Regions from separate parts of the Sus scrofa genome. Here region 1 is linked to region 2. The links are chromatin contacts, called in public promoter capture Hi-C maps. All regions are on one chromosome and are shown on one strand. Each heading gives the region's core, a stretch centred on a gene start, on an enhancer-like site or on the middle of the called end of the contact. The rest is flanking DNA. Distances are from core to core; before and after follow the strand shown.

Region 1 (6,152 bases), core at 682-3,181, 300 kb before region 2:
TATCTTAGAACTTGTGGGTTCCCCTGTGGTGTAGGTTCGATCCCTGGCCCAGGAACTTGTGCATGCCATGGGCACCACCAAAAAAAAAAAATTAAGCTTGTTATTCTGGTAGCCACACTGGCCGTTCAATGCACACTTCAGATCATACACAAGATGGAAGAATTTTAGATTTGAATTGAGTAGCTTTGCATAACACACACAATACATAGATACCTATATATTCTTCACTTGTGTAGAAACTTGATTCTCATACTTCGAAGAATGATAAAAATCATTACATAAATGACTCATTATAAATACAGAAAAAAGACAAAGTATTTATTTCTGCAGTTTGTGAAAAAATACCAGTTGCTATTATTTTCACATAGAGGACACCTCAGACATTTTAAAAGTGGGTGGGTCAGAGCAGGCTGTCCACTGGCTGTCTACAGACCATGCTTTGCCACCCCAATACCACATCACATTGAGGAACAGAGGGAGAATTTTACTGCCACTTTAGAGAAACATTAGGATTTTAACGCTGCAGATGCCCTAGGGATTTGATACAAACATCTCACGTAAGGGAACTAAGGTTCAAAAAGGTAAAATAATTTATTACATGTAATGGAGTTTTGTTCCTATACCCAGATCTGAGGTATCCTGAATCGCGTGCAGCTTTCTCTGCGCCACTGTTTTTGCCCTACCAGTGAAGATCAGGCTGGATTATCCTTAATTCTTCCAACTCCGTGCCTTCTCCACACTGGGAGTGTTTAACGGGACAGATCTTATTCAGATCAAGTTGGCTTCTGCCTCCACGGTTCTTTGTTTTGTTTTCGCTGTTTTCAGTCTTTTACCACAAGCATTGGTGAACTTCTATTTAAAAGGCACACTCAGAGCAACACCAAGGAAGAGCCTAACACCCACCCAAACTGAACGGCTTTTCAAGACAGAGGATTCCCAGTCCCAGTTGGACAAAGGTGAAGTAGACACAAAGTCCGGTCCAGCGTCCGAGGTCCACGTGCGGGAGGAGGCACCGCCCTCCAGCTGGCACCTTGCCGCCAATCAGAGCAGGCCCTTCGGTGAAGGAGGGGGCGCGCCCTGTGCGGGAGGGCGGGGCCAGAAACCTGTCTATCACCGAATCCGCTGTGGCAGCACCTACCACACCAAGGCACCTAGGCGAGATGGGGCCCGAGCGGGAAGGCCGCGGCCGGCGGGGGCGGGGTCCGGCTGGCGGGAGCCAATCCGACAGGCGGCACCAGGGGGCGGGGGCGGGGTCACCGCGTACGACCCAAATACACGGGTCCCGGCGCACCGTGGAGCCGTGCTGCGCCTTCGCCTTCCGGTGCGAGGGCCGGAGAACCGCCTCCTCTACCCTCCTGGGCACCGCAACCTTCGAGGCCCAGACCCTCCCCTCCCGCCCCTCCTTCTAGGGGGAGCGCGGTGACGGTTGCCGGGAGGCGCGCGCCGCCCCCCTCCCCTTCTGCGTCCTGTCCTCACGCGCCACCCGTTTTTCCTCCTTCTCGGTTAGTAACAGCTGGGTGGCTGGGGGAGGAGGGAAGGTGGCCCCAGCGGAGTCTGGGCGGGCGCCTCCCACTCAGCCGCGAGCCGCCGTGGGAACAGGAGGATGGCGGCGATAGCGGCGGCCGCCCGGGAGGAGGCGGTGCCGAGGCCCCGGGCGCAGAGCGCGGAGGCAGCAGAGAGCGGCAGCGGCTCGTCTCGGCGCCCCAGAACCGAAACCAGCTGCAGCCGCGCAGCCACCTGAGCCGCCGCTCCCGCCAGCAGCCCGGGAGCGGCGCCCGCGGGAGCCGAGACCTGCTTCATCTCCGCCTCTTCTCGTCTCCCGCGCCCCCCGTCAAGCAGCCAGTCTTGCTCGCCGCCCCCGAGGAGAGCGCGCCGGGCGCGACCGCCCCTCGGGGCGCGGGGCGGCGGCCCTGGACGTGCGGACTTCTCTCTGCGCCGGCCCCGGCGCCTCGGCCCTCCCCTTTCGCTCCCGCGCTCGCTCCCGCCCTCCCGGCGCTCCGGGCGCCGCGCGCGGGCCCGGCCCGGGGCAGGGCGGACATGGGAGCCAAGCAGAGCGGCCCGGCCGCTGCTAACGGCCGCACCCGTGCGTACTCGGGCTCGGATTTACCTTCCAGCAGCAGCAGCAGCGGAGGGGCCAACGGGACCGCAGGCAGCGGGGCGCGGGCCGCGGCCGCCGGGAGATTGCCGGCTCAGGTGCCCGGCGCGCACCAGCCTAGCGCCTCCGGCGGCGCCGCGGCGGCCTCGGCGGCCCCGCGCAGCCGCTCCCTCGGCGGGGCGGTGGGAACCGTGGCGTCGGGGGCCCGCGCGGCGCAGTCCACCTTCAGCATCCCCAATAGCAGCAGCGGCCCGTACGGCTCGCAGGACTCGGTTCACAGCAGCCCGGAGGACGGCGGCGGCGGCGGCAGCGGCGGCGGCAGGGACCGGCCGGCGGGCGGGGGCCCCGGCGGGCCGCGCCTGGTGATCGGCTCTTTACCAGCTCACCTCTCGCCGCACATGTTTGGAGGTACGGCCCCTTCCCTCCTTGGCTCCCGGCTCCCGCAGGCGGCACGTGGGCCGCGGCTGCGCTTATTTTTACCCTTCTCCTTCCCTCCTCCAGCCTGAGCGCAGGCGGATCGCCTCGCGGCCCGGCCGGGTCTGGTCACCCCTCCTGGGAGCGGGGGTGGGGGGCGGGAGATCGCCCCTTCGCCCCTGCAGCACCGCTACCGCGCGACCCTGGCGTTTGGTTTTTAAACACCGCGTGCACCTTCACCTCAACGCGGCTCCCCGGTACAGTAAGCCCTTGTTTACCCCCGGAGGTGAAGGGAGCGAGTGCTGTTTTAAAAACAAACCGACGCAACAGCCCTGGTGCTTGTGGTTTTTAGTAGCAGGAAGTCAGGAGAAGACCCGTTGCTAAATGTAGTTCTAACTGGGGACTCGAGTGGCGAGCAGTTTTTAAAGGCCGAAAGCCAAAGGGGTCTCAAATGAACAGAAGAGTATTTGAAAAAGAAGGGAGTTACTGCCTTTGGAGTGACTGTTAATATACAACTATAATTCTTATGTCTGTGTAAATAGTCCCACCTACTGCGTACACTTTAATTGGCTGAATGTGTTAATGAAAAGTATATTTTTAACCCCGGTAAAGTGTTACCTTGGGTAATGGTTCGTGTGCGTCCTGCTGAAAAGAAATTGAGAACAGTTTCTTAAGGAGAGAAACTAGTCATTATCACAACTCTGCCTACAAGATGCAGTAAAAGCCTAGTTGCTTTTGAAAAGCGATGTTCAGTGAAGTTCAGGGAAAGACACTTGTGCAAAGTGGAAATTTCAGTAGCAAACAGGAAGAAGGGTGCACCTGATCTGAGGAAAGTGAATTCCACCTCTTCAGTGGTGTTTTATGGTGATCTCCTTTTTGTCAGTATGGGTAATGCTAAATGAATTAAAGACACTCTCCCTTCCTGTTTCATGAAAAGAAGTCAAATCTGGTTAGGAATGAGAACTATAGATGAAAAACATTTCCGTATCATTGATTGCATTATGCATCATAATAATACTACTTACATTCACAGTTGAGCCCAGATGAATCGTGAAAATACCGTCTTCACCATTTTTGTGCCTCTTTTACTCTTGTTTATAAATGTGAGAAATGTGAGTAGGTAGTTGGTGGAGTGGAATGTTCAATAATGTTCTGTGTTATCAACATTCACGTTAGCATAAATTAAACATGGGAATGACATTTAGTTTTTCCATCTTTTTAGTACTGCTTTACATGTTCAAAATATACAACTCTTTAATTACCTTACTTTAGTTGCTTGTTATAAAGTGACTTTTACTATGTAACTAAAAATACTGACGTTTCCGAAGTTTGGCCTGTAAAAAAAAAAAAAAAAAGCCTTCATTGAGAAAAAGAACCAGTGCTGTCTGTACTGTGATTGGATCATAATTAACACAATTGAAGGTACTGGAGTCACCACATCGAAGAATAACAGAAGGTGGTTTCTTGAGGATGGAAGATTAGTGCAAGAATAAAGGCTAAGCAAGTTTTTTTTTTTAACTATCTTTTTTTAGATTAAAATTTGTATTTAGCAGTTATGTATGTTTAAAAGCTTGCTGAAGAATAAGAAAAGGTTTTTTCAAATTAGTAGCTCTCATTTCTTCAGTGTACTGATGGACTGTCTTAATTCACTTTGTAAAAGGGCTGATAATTTCTTTTAACAAAAGGTATATCTGTGTGGGTTTATTTTCCTAAAACAACTAGTTGCCCCCTGCTCTTAATTCCTGGTGAGATAGTAAAGGAAGAAGACGTAGTTGCTGAAAGTTGGAGGGGTAAAGTATTTATCTGTCTAAATTCCTAGGTGTGTACACTTCATCCTTCTAAAACTTTTGGGGTTAGGATGACTGGGGCCTAGTGGAAGAATAGTGACACCCAGCACTTTTGGCAGCCTTTCTTAACCGGGCCTCTGTGGAGAATGGCGCTGTCATGTCTTAAGGCCTCTATTGTATGCAATTAATTAGCTCTTTTCTTCTGTGCATGTTGAATGTCTCTAGTTATGTATTATTCTTGGGAAATTTGAGAAAATAGTCATTCAAATCATCTGTGTTTAGTGGTTCACATGAGGAACTCCAGTTGAGAAAGTTTGGAAGAGGATCAGAGAAATTAGCTGTTCTTATTATATGATGGGAACAGATCAAAATGCCAGTACCTTAAATCCTAGTTAAAACAAGGAGATGGAATACACTTGGGTAAAAAAGCATCATTCTAGCGGCATTTGCTTTAATGAGATTTTTACCTGTAATTCAGTGGATGGGCTCATCAGGGAAACTTACATAGAAGCATGTTTGTCATCATCCTGAGATTTAGGGAAGCAGATGATGAATCGTATTATTTTACAAATTAGGCCTTATTATACTTCCTGTTGACATAAGTTTTTGGTATATACCATAGTGTTAGTGTGTTTATTCAATTAAAAATTGTACAAATGTTGGACATATGTAAAGTTAAGTCCATCTGAAAATTGAGAAAAGGAATGTTTCTGACTTAGTGGAAAGTTCTTTCTGTAATTTTATAAAACTTATTTTAATTGATGTTCGTATTATCGGCTAATAGGATAATATGGTGCTAATAACATTCAAAATTATCATTCTCTTGTGGGCTGTCATGTAATTTACAAAATTTATAAACACTACCACTTTTTTATTTTTTAGTTTAGAAGTCTGGCAAGTTGAATTGTTACTAGTTCCATCATAATGAGTTAACAAATTAAATGAGGTTTTCTGTGTTGGTTTTATGCTTTGCTCTCTTTGGGACATGCATTTTGGCTATAGTCATTTTTATTCTCTAGAGAACCAGAAGAGAAGTGCTTAATTCAGATATTTCAGTTTACAGGAATTTCCTAGAATTTCTTCAAACTGAGTTGTATATCAGAATATGATTATAATACATAAAGGAGTTTTTAGGTCAAATAGGGTTTTTTTTGGTTATTATTTTCATTCTGCTGAGTTTAATACTATTACAGTGAACAGAAACCTTTTCTTATTTATCACCTTTGTTTTAAAATGGTCTTTAAGGGAATAATAGTCTAATATTTTAGATTTGGTGCCTTACAGAAAAAATTTTTTAGCTTTATTGTACATGTACATTTTTTCCACTATCAAGTTGCTAATGTTCATAAAATCAATTATTACGGGGTGCTAAAATAGTGTTTAATGATCCAACAAGGATAGTAGAGGTAAATTGAACTATAAAATTATCCCACTCAGCGAAGATCATTTCTAGAGAAATCATGTGGGCTTCTCTTATGGTGCATCTATGAGTCTGGAAGTGAAAAGGTAAAATGAATTAACGTAGACAATTTCTTGATGGTACTGGGCTGCTTTTGGCCTCCTCCTAATTGATTGGCTTGAGTTTGAGTGTGTTTTGTTCATGAGTATTTCAGTAGCCTGCTTGTGATTCTGGGGCCTCCTATTACTTGGGAAACGTTCTTCCTTTTATTGAAGGAGTGTAGTTATCTCTTAAAATTGAATATGTTACATAAAATTTGTATATCTGGGCAGACTTATTTCAAGTCTTCAAGACAGATGTGGGTTTTAAGGTGTTAGATTATCTGCATTAACTAACTATTGAATTGTGCTCAGTCATCACTTCTAGCATCTGGTGCCAAAGTGTTTGCATTGAGTAT
Region 2 (5,675 bases), core at 89-2,588:
GTATATCAGCTATACTTCAATACTTTTAAAAACAATTACCTTTAAAGGCAAATAAAAATTATGATTAACAAATATCAAATCTTGAAATTAAAGTTTAAAAAATGCAAATTGTTTAATATTGCAGAAGATCCCTCTGTACCTGCTCTGCTTATGCTAAATTGTGCGTACTTCTCCAGAACCATAAACTGGAACAGGAGGAGAATACGGACTTTCACAATTCTAGGAAAGGCGGCTTCCTTCTGCTGAGCCTGACTACTCCTGTACACTCCTGGGGAAGAACAGTTGGTCACGGGTAAGGTGTGTATGCTTGGTCTGAGGAGATACTGTCTGAAAGTGGCTGCACCAACCCACAATCCTTTAAGCCACGTGGGAGAGTCCCAGAGCATCACCTGGCATTTCCCCTCATTTTCATTTTAGGCATTCTGGTGGGTGTGTGCATTGCTATTTCTGCAGTTCACACAGACTTATTTTTCTATTCCCTCTGTGGAAAGCGAATTCAGTTTTTTCAGTCAACCTGCCCTTGGAGCAGGAGGGAGGGAGGAAGCCATCTCTGGAGCGTCCATCAGCTGGGGCATAACTAGAAGAGGCAGGTCCGCCGAGGCAAGGCCAGGGAGAGGGAACCCCAGGCACCTGGATGCTCATCTCCACTCCCCTGCACATTATCGTTTGCCACCCTTTTCTCATCTCTTTGTCTCTTGCCCGCCCTCATCTCTTCTGATTCAAATCCTATTCGCCCTGCAAAGGCTGGTCAGCAACATCTCCAAAAAGCCCGTCATTCTTCCTTTCCCTTTCCCCAGGTTTTGTCTTGACATTGGCAAGGCGTGGATGGGTGAAGGTGGGCGAATCGTTAACTTCTCTTGCTTCCTTTCCTGAGGATCACCCGAGCTTCGAGCAACACTCAGTCTAAGTCCTTATCTGATTTCATCGTTTAATGACCCTTTAAGAACCAAGGGGCGGGGAGTGGGCAGCGGCTTGGGTCGCTGCAGTTATGGTTTGGGTTTCATCCCTAGCCCGGAACAACTTCCACACGCCGAGGCTGCAACAAAATAACAACAAACCCCACAAAAAACCAGGGGGCAAAAGAACAGAAACTAAGTGGGTCCTCCCGCGGGTCGGCCCGAGTGTCAGTGCCCGTACACAAGCCTTTGCTCCGAAGCTCCTCACGAGTTTCAGTCTGCAAGTTTCAGAGGGAGCTGCGTCCCTAAATACCACCAACACACTGTGCAAATCTCTTCGCCGAGGGTATACCTGGAACCCGGTCTCCCGCCACAGCGCCCGAGGTGGAACAAGCGCTCTCGGGGCTCTGAAGGATTCTGGGTTCTTCCGGGTTTTGTGTCGAATCAGCCGGTGGCGACCCAGCGCCGCGTCGCGGGGTGAGGAATGTGCGGCTGCGCGCGCGCCGCGGCGTTTACTTGGCGATTTCATCATGCTCCGGGCCGGGCCGCGCGCACCGCTTCCGCCGCCGCCCCCTCCAGACCTCCCAGGGCTGCCGGCTCATGCCCTCTCTGCGCCCGGCGCTGCTAAGAGCCGCCCGCGCCGCGCTGCTGCTGTCGCCACCGCCCCGGCTCCCAGCCCAGCCGCCGCTCCTGCCCTGCCGGCACATCAGCAAGCCCGCCCGCGCCCCGATCTCGTCCCCCGCCGCCTCCGCCGCCGCCTCCCGGAGCAGCATGGACGGCGTCGGGACTGAGGAGGTGCTGGCACCTCTCAGGCTAGCGGTGCGCCAGCAGGTACCGGCATTCTGCACCTTTCCTAAGCCCGCGCTCTCCTCCCTTTAGTGCCCTCCTGCTCATCCTCTCTCTCTCCCCCGGGCACCAGTCCACATCGCGGATTAGATTCCACCTCTCCTTCGTTCTCTGGAAGCCCTTGGTTTCCTGGCATCTTCCTCGCCTACCCTACTTTGGACCCGGGTCCCCGCGTGCGTCGGCCACCTTCCCTTCCGTGGACCCTTGTCCTTCTCTCTCCTTGGTGTCTCCATCGGATCCCTTCGACTTCCTGCGTTCCTCCTCTCACAATCTGTTCTCCTTTTCTCTTCCTTGTTCCTGCCGGTCTTTCTTCCCTCTCCGGTGAGACTGGGATCTGTGATCCCCTTGGTTCTTCTCCTGCCCTGGCTCAATAAGCTCCACTTCACTTTTCCAGTCCCTCCTATGTTTGTGCTCCCTGGATGGCGAGATGCCTAGTTCTTGCCTGGTCAATTACCAGCCGGAGCTGCGGGTGCTCTCCTTACGGCCTGACTTTCTTTTTTAATCTTCAGGATGCTTTGGATAGTGTTTTCTTCTTGGTGTCTTCCTTCATTCAGTGCTTAGTTAGTCTTGTGGTCCGCTGAAGACATAAAAATAGTTGAAACGTGGATGTGAGGAGGTGTTGAACTTTTTTCTTTTCTAATAATGTTAAGTTCATCATTCTTCGCTCCTCTCATCTTTTCTGAGTCCCGAAAGGGTCATTTGGAGTGGGTGAGCTTTCAGATCGTAAACGTGGGAAGCTGTAAATGTTCTTGAGTTACTCGGTGAAGTCAGCCATCCATCGTATGGAACATTTTGAAATTTGGAGGAAGGGAGGAAGGTTTCATAGGCTGGAGGGCTTGTGATTAATGCAGGCCTCCTTTTCCTAGGGCACTGCATGGATATCAGAATTTAGAGAAGACAGAGAAAGGTTATTTCAAAGGGATTCTCATATCCATTCAGGTAGAACCAAAAGCTCAGATTAGGACCCTGAGGATCCGATGACTAGTAGCAAACGCCAAACGGGTTTCTCCTGCACGGGTGCCTGATGCAATAACTTGCCTTAGCTACGGAGGGAGGAACCTTCTCCGAAATAATTCATTGGGGCAGAGCTGCCGCAAATTCGGCGAATTCTGCCACTTTATCTACTTCTCTCAAGTTTGAGCCTGACTGATTCAATAGAGTTTTATTTTGAGATTTCACTAGGGGCTTAATTTTTTCTTTATTCTTCGTTATCAGAGCGCTATGAGTGCTTATTCTCTGTCTCCATCCACCCACCCTCCCCAAATAAAATTAGGTGTGGTTCCTTTGTCTTTTCTGTAACTCTCAACCTTTTTCTCCCCCATATCCCTCACTTTAGATGGGAGAATACATCTAATTTGGAAAAACACGTACTCAAACCCCTCCCTCTGCCACGTTAGCCTGGAACTGCAGTGCAAGTTACCCATCTATAGTAAGATTGTGGAACTAGTTAACTGAAGTAAACTTTGATGATGGAACAACTTTCCAATGCTATTACTGTCTTGCCTATTGTTTCTGTTGGCTTGATTGTTAGTTTTTTTGTACTTAAGGTATTTTCTGAATATGTGAGTTAGTGGGTTTTTTTTTTTTTTTTCCTAATTTTCCAGGACCACACATATATCAGTTAATAGAATTTTGAATGACACTGATTTCAGGGTCAGCTGGAAGGGAGTTTAGAGATCATCTAGTTACCCCCCCCCCCTTTTGGCTTATGGGTTCGTGAGCTGCACTGTCATCTCTACCCATTTTGCATAATTCCACTGTGAAGTCTGTAAAGTGGAAAACATCCTTGGAGTGGGATTTTTAAGGTGGTTAACAACTGGTCTTGTTAGTGGCATGTGTTTCATATAAATATATATTTAATGTAAATTTGCCAATCTGCTCTGCTGCTGTTTTTTCAAGATTTGATTTGTTGATTGACTGAAGTGTATTTTCCCATGGCATATTCTTAGTTATTTCCTGGAGAATTTGGTTATGCGGTTTGTTAGGAGGGCCTTACAGCATCTAGAAAACTGTTAGTTGTTTGATGAAGGGCACACTAGGGGGCAACTGAGTTAAAAAAAAAAAAAAAGCAGTTGGGGGGAGTTCCCTTCCTGGTGCATTGGAAATGAATCCTACTAGCATCCATGAGGATGCAGGTTCAATCCCTGGCCTCACTCATTGGGTTAAGGATCTGGCGTTGCGGTAAGCTGTGGTATAGGTTGAAGATATGACTTGGATCCCGAATTGCTGTAGCTGTGGTGTAGGCCAGCAGCTGGTAGCTCTGATTCAGCCCCTAGCTTGGGAACTTCCATATGCTGCGAGTGTGGCCCTAGAAAAAAAGGGGAATTAGCTTAGGGCGGCCAGACTTTATTTTGCCAAATAAGGGTGTTTAGAAAATTGCAATCAACAAACTACTATCTGATTTCTCCTTTCATTTCATACCAAAAAAAGGCAGACCATAACTCAGACTAAAGAACAGTCTTTTATATTTAGTACGTTTAACTTTGCAAAAAGGTCTAATATATTGTCTTCGCTCACCCCCCCATGCCCCCAGTTTAGCACATATTGATGAAAACTTTGCCCTGGAGTTTCTTGTTTGAAACCTATTGCTCTAGGGCAATGGTGCTAAAAGTATGGTCTGCAAACCCTTGGAGGTCTTCAAGGTTAAAACCGTTTGCACAATAAAATGAAAATATTATATGCATTTTTCACTGTGTTGACATTTGCACTGATGGTGCAAAGCTTGGTGAATAAAACTGCTAGCCCTTCAAGTAAGGGACACTAAACCAAACTGGGTCATATTCTCTGCCACACTCTCTCAGTTAAAAAAAAAAAAAAAAAAAGTCAGTTTTGCCTTAAAGTGTCTGTAACAAAGCAGTAAAAATGATTAATTTTATTACATTCAGACCTCTGTGGGCAATCTTTTTAATATTCTGTGTGACTGCATGGGAAGTATGGCTGAAGGATGCCCAAATGTGATGATTGTCTCAGGAAAAGCACTTATTTTTTTAATTGTTATTTCCCCAATACAATTATTTTTTCTACTGTACAGCATAGTGACCCAGTTACATATACATGTATACATTCTTTTTTCTCCCATTATAAGAAAAGCACTTATGATTGTTTGAGTTGCAAGCCAAACTCACTTTTTTTCATGGACCCTTCTAAAATGTCTGACAAACAGTTGTTATTCAGTCTTGGGTATTGGGCATTCATTCATTATCTGGAAAATAAGTGAAGAAAGACTTACTTCAGGAAACAACTGATAGTATTTGCGGCCAATAATAAAATTCAATTTGGGGAAATTTTAGAATTTTGGAAAATTTGTATCTATCGCTGTGAATTTGACAGCTTCCCAGTACTTCACGACTTTTCTGATGAGCTAAGTGGTGATATTAATAAATGAGGGGTTTTTTTTTGCTGTTATGTAATGTATGAGTCAATATTTGAAAGATCTGCATAACTTGGTTAAATAGTATTTTCCAAATGACCAATACATGATGTAAAGAAATCAAGTATTGGTGAAAGATCTACTCAGTCTAAGACATGTTAATGGTTTTAATGTATCAATATCAAAAGTTCATTGCTAGGAGTTCCCACTGGGAACCATGAGGTTGTGGCTATAGCTCCAATTAGACCCCTAGCCTGGGAACCTCCATATGCCCCTGCCACGGCCCTTTAAAAAAAAAAAAAAAAAAAAAGTTCATTGCTCTAGTGTCCAATTCCACATTCCTCCTGGCCTTAAAGAAATAACTTCTGGAGTTCCCGTCGTGGCGCAGTGGTTAACGAATCCGACTAGGAACCATGAGGTTGCGGGTTCGGTCCCTGCCCTTGCTCAGTGGGTTAATGATCCGGCGTTGCCGTGAGCTGTGGTGTAGGTTGCAGACGCGGCTCGGATCCCGCGTTGCTGTGGCTCTGGCGCAGGCCGGTGGCTACAGCTCCGATTCAACCCCT

What was found. Promoter capture Hi-C pulls out the DNA fragments that hold promoters and counts their contacts.
Region 1: a contact with region 2 is called in a promoter capture Hi-C map of liver, with 4 times the contacts expected there. The contact joins the promoter of ZNRF2 here to the promoter of GARS in region 2. A contact is called at or near these places in 2 of 5 promoter capture datasets (fetal liver and liver), 4 of 47 Hi-C or Micro-C datasets (embryonic fibroblasts, epiblast stem cells, fetal skeletal muscle and 1 more) and 2 of 2 datasets of contacts at active chromatin or transcription factors (alveolar macrophages and skeletal muscle).

The regions. Positions count from the first base shown.
Region 1 is chr18:42,647,693-42,653,844 of Sscrofa11.1, reverse strand. ZNRF2 (E3 ubiquitin-protein ligase ZNRF2) reads left to right here and starts at 1,931. Exons shown (of 6, transcript XR_002340314.1): 1 at 1,931-2,503.
Region 2 is chr18:42,347,864-42,353,538 of Sscrofa11.1, reverse strand. GARS (glycine--tRNA ligase) reads left to right here and starts at 1,338. Exons shown (of 17, transcript XM_003134806.6): 1 at 1,338-1,727. The coding sequence starts at 1,497.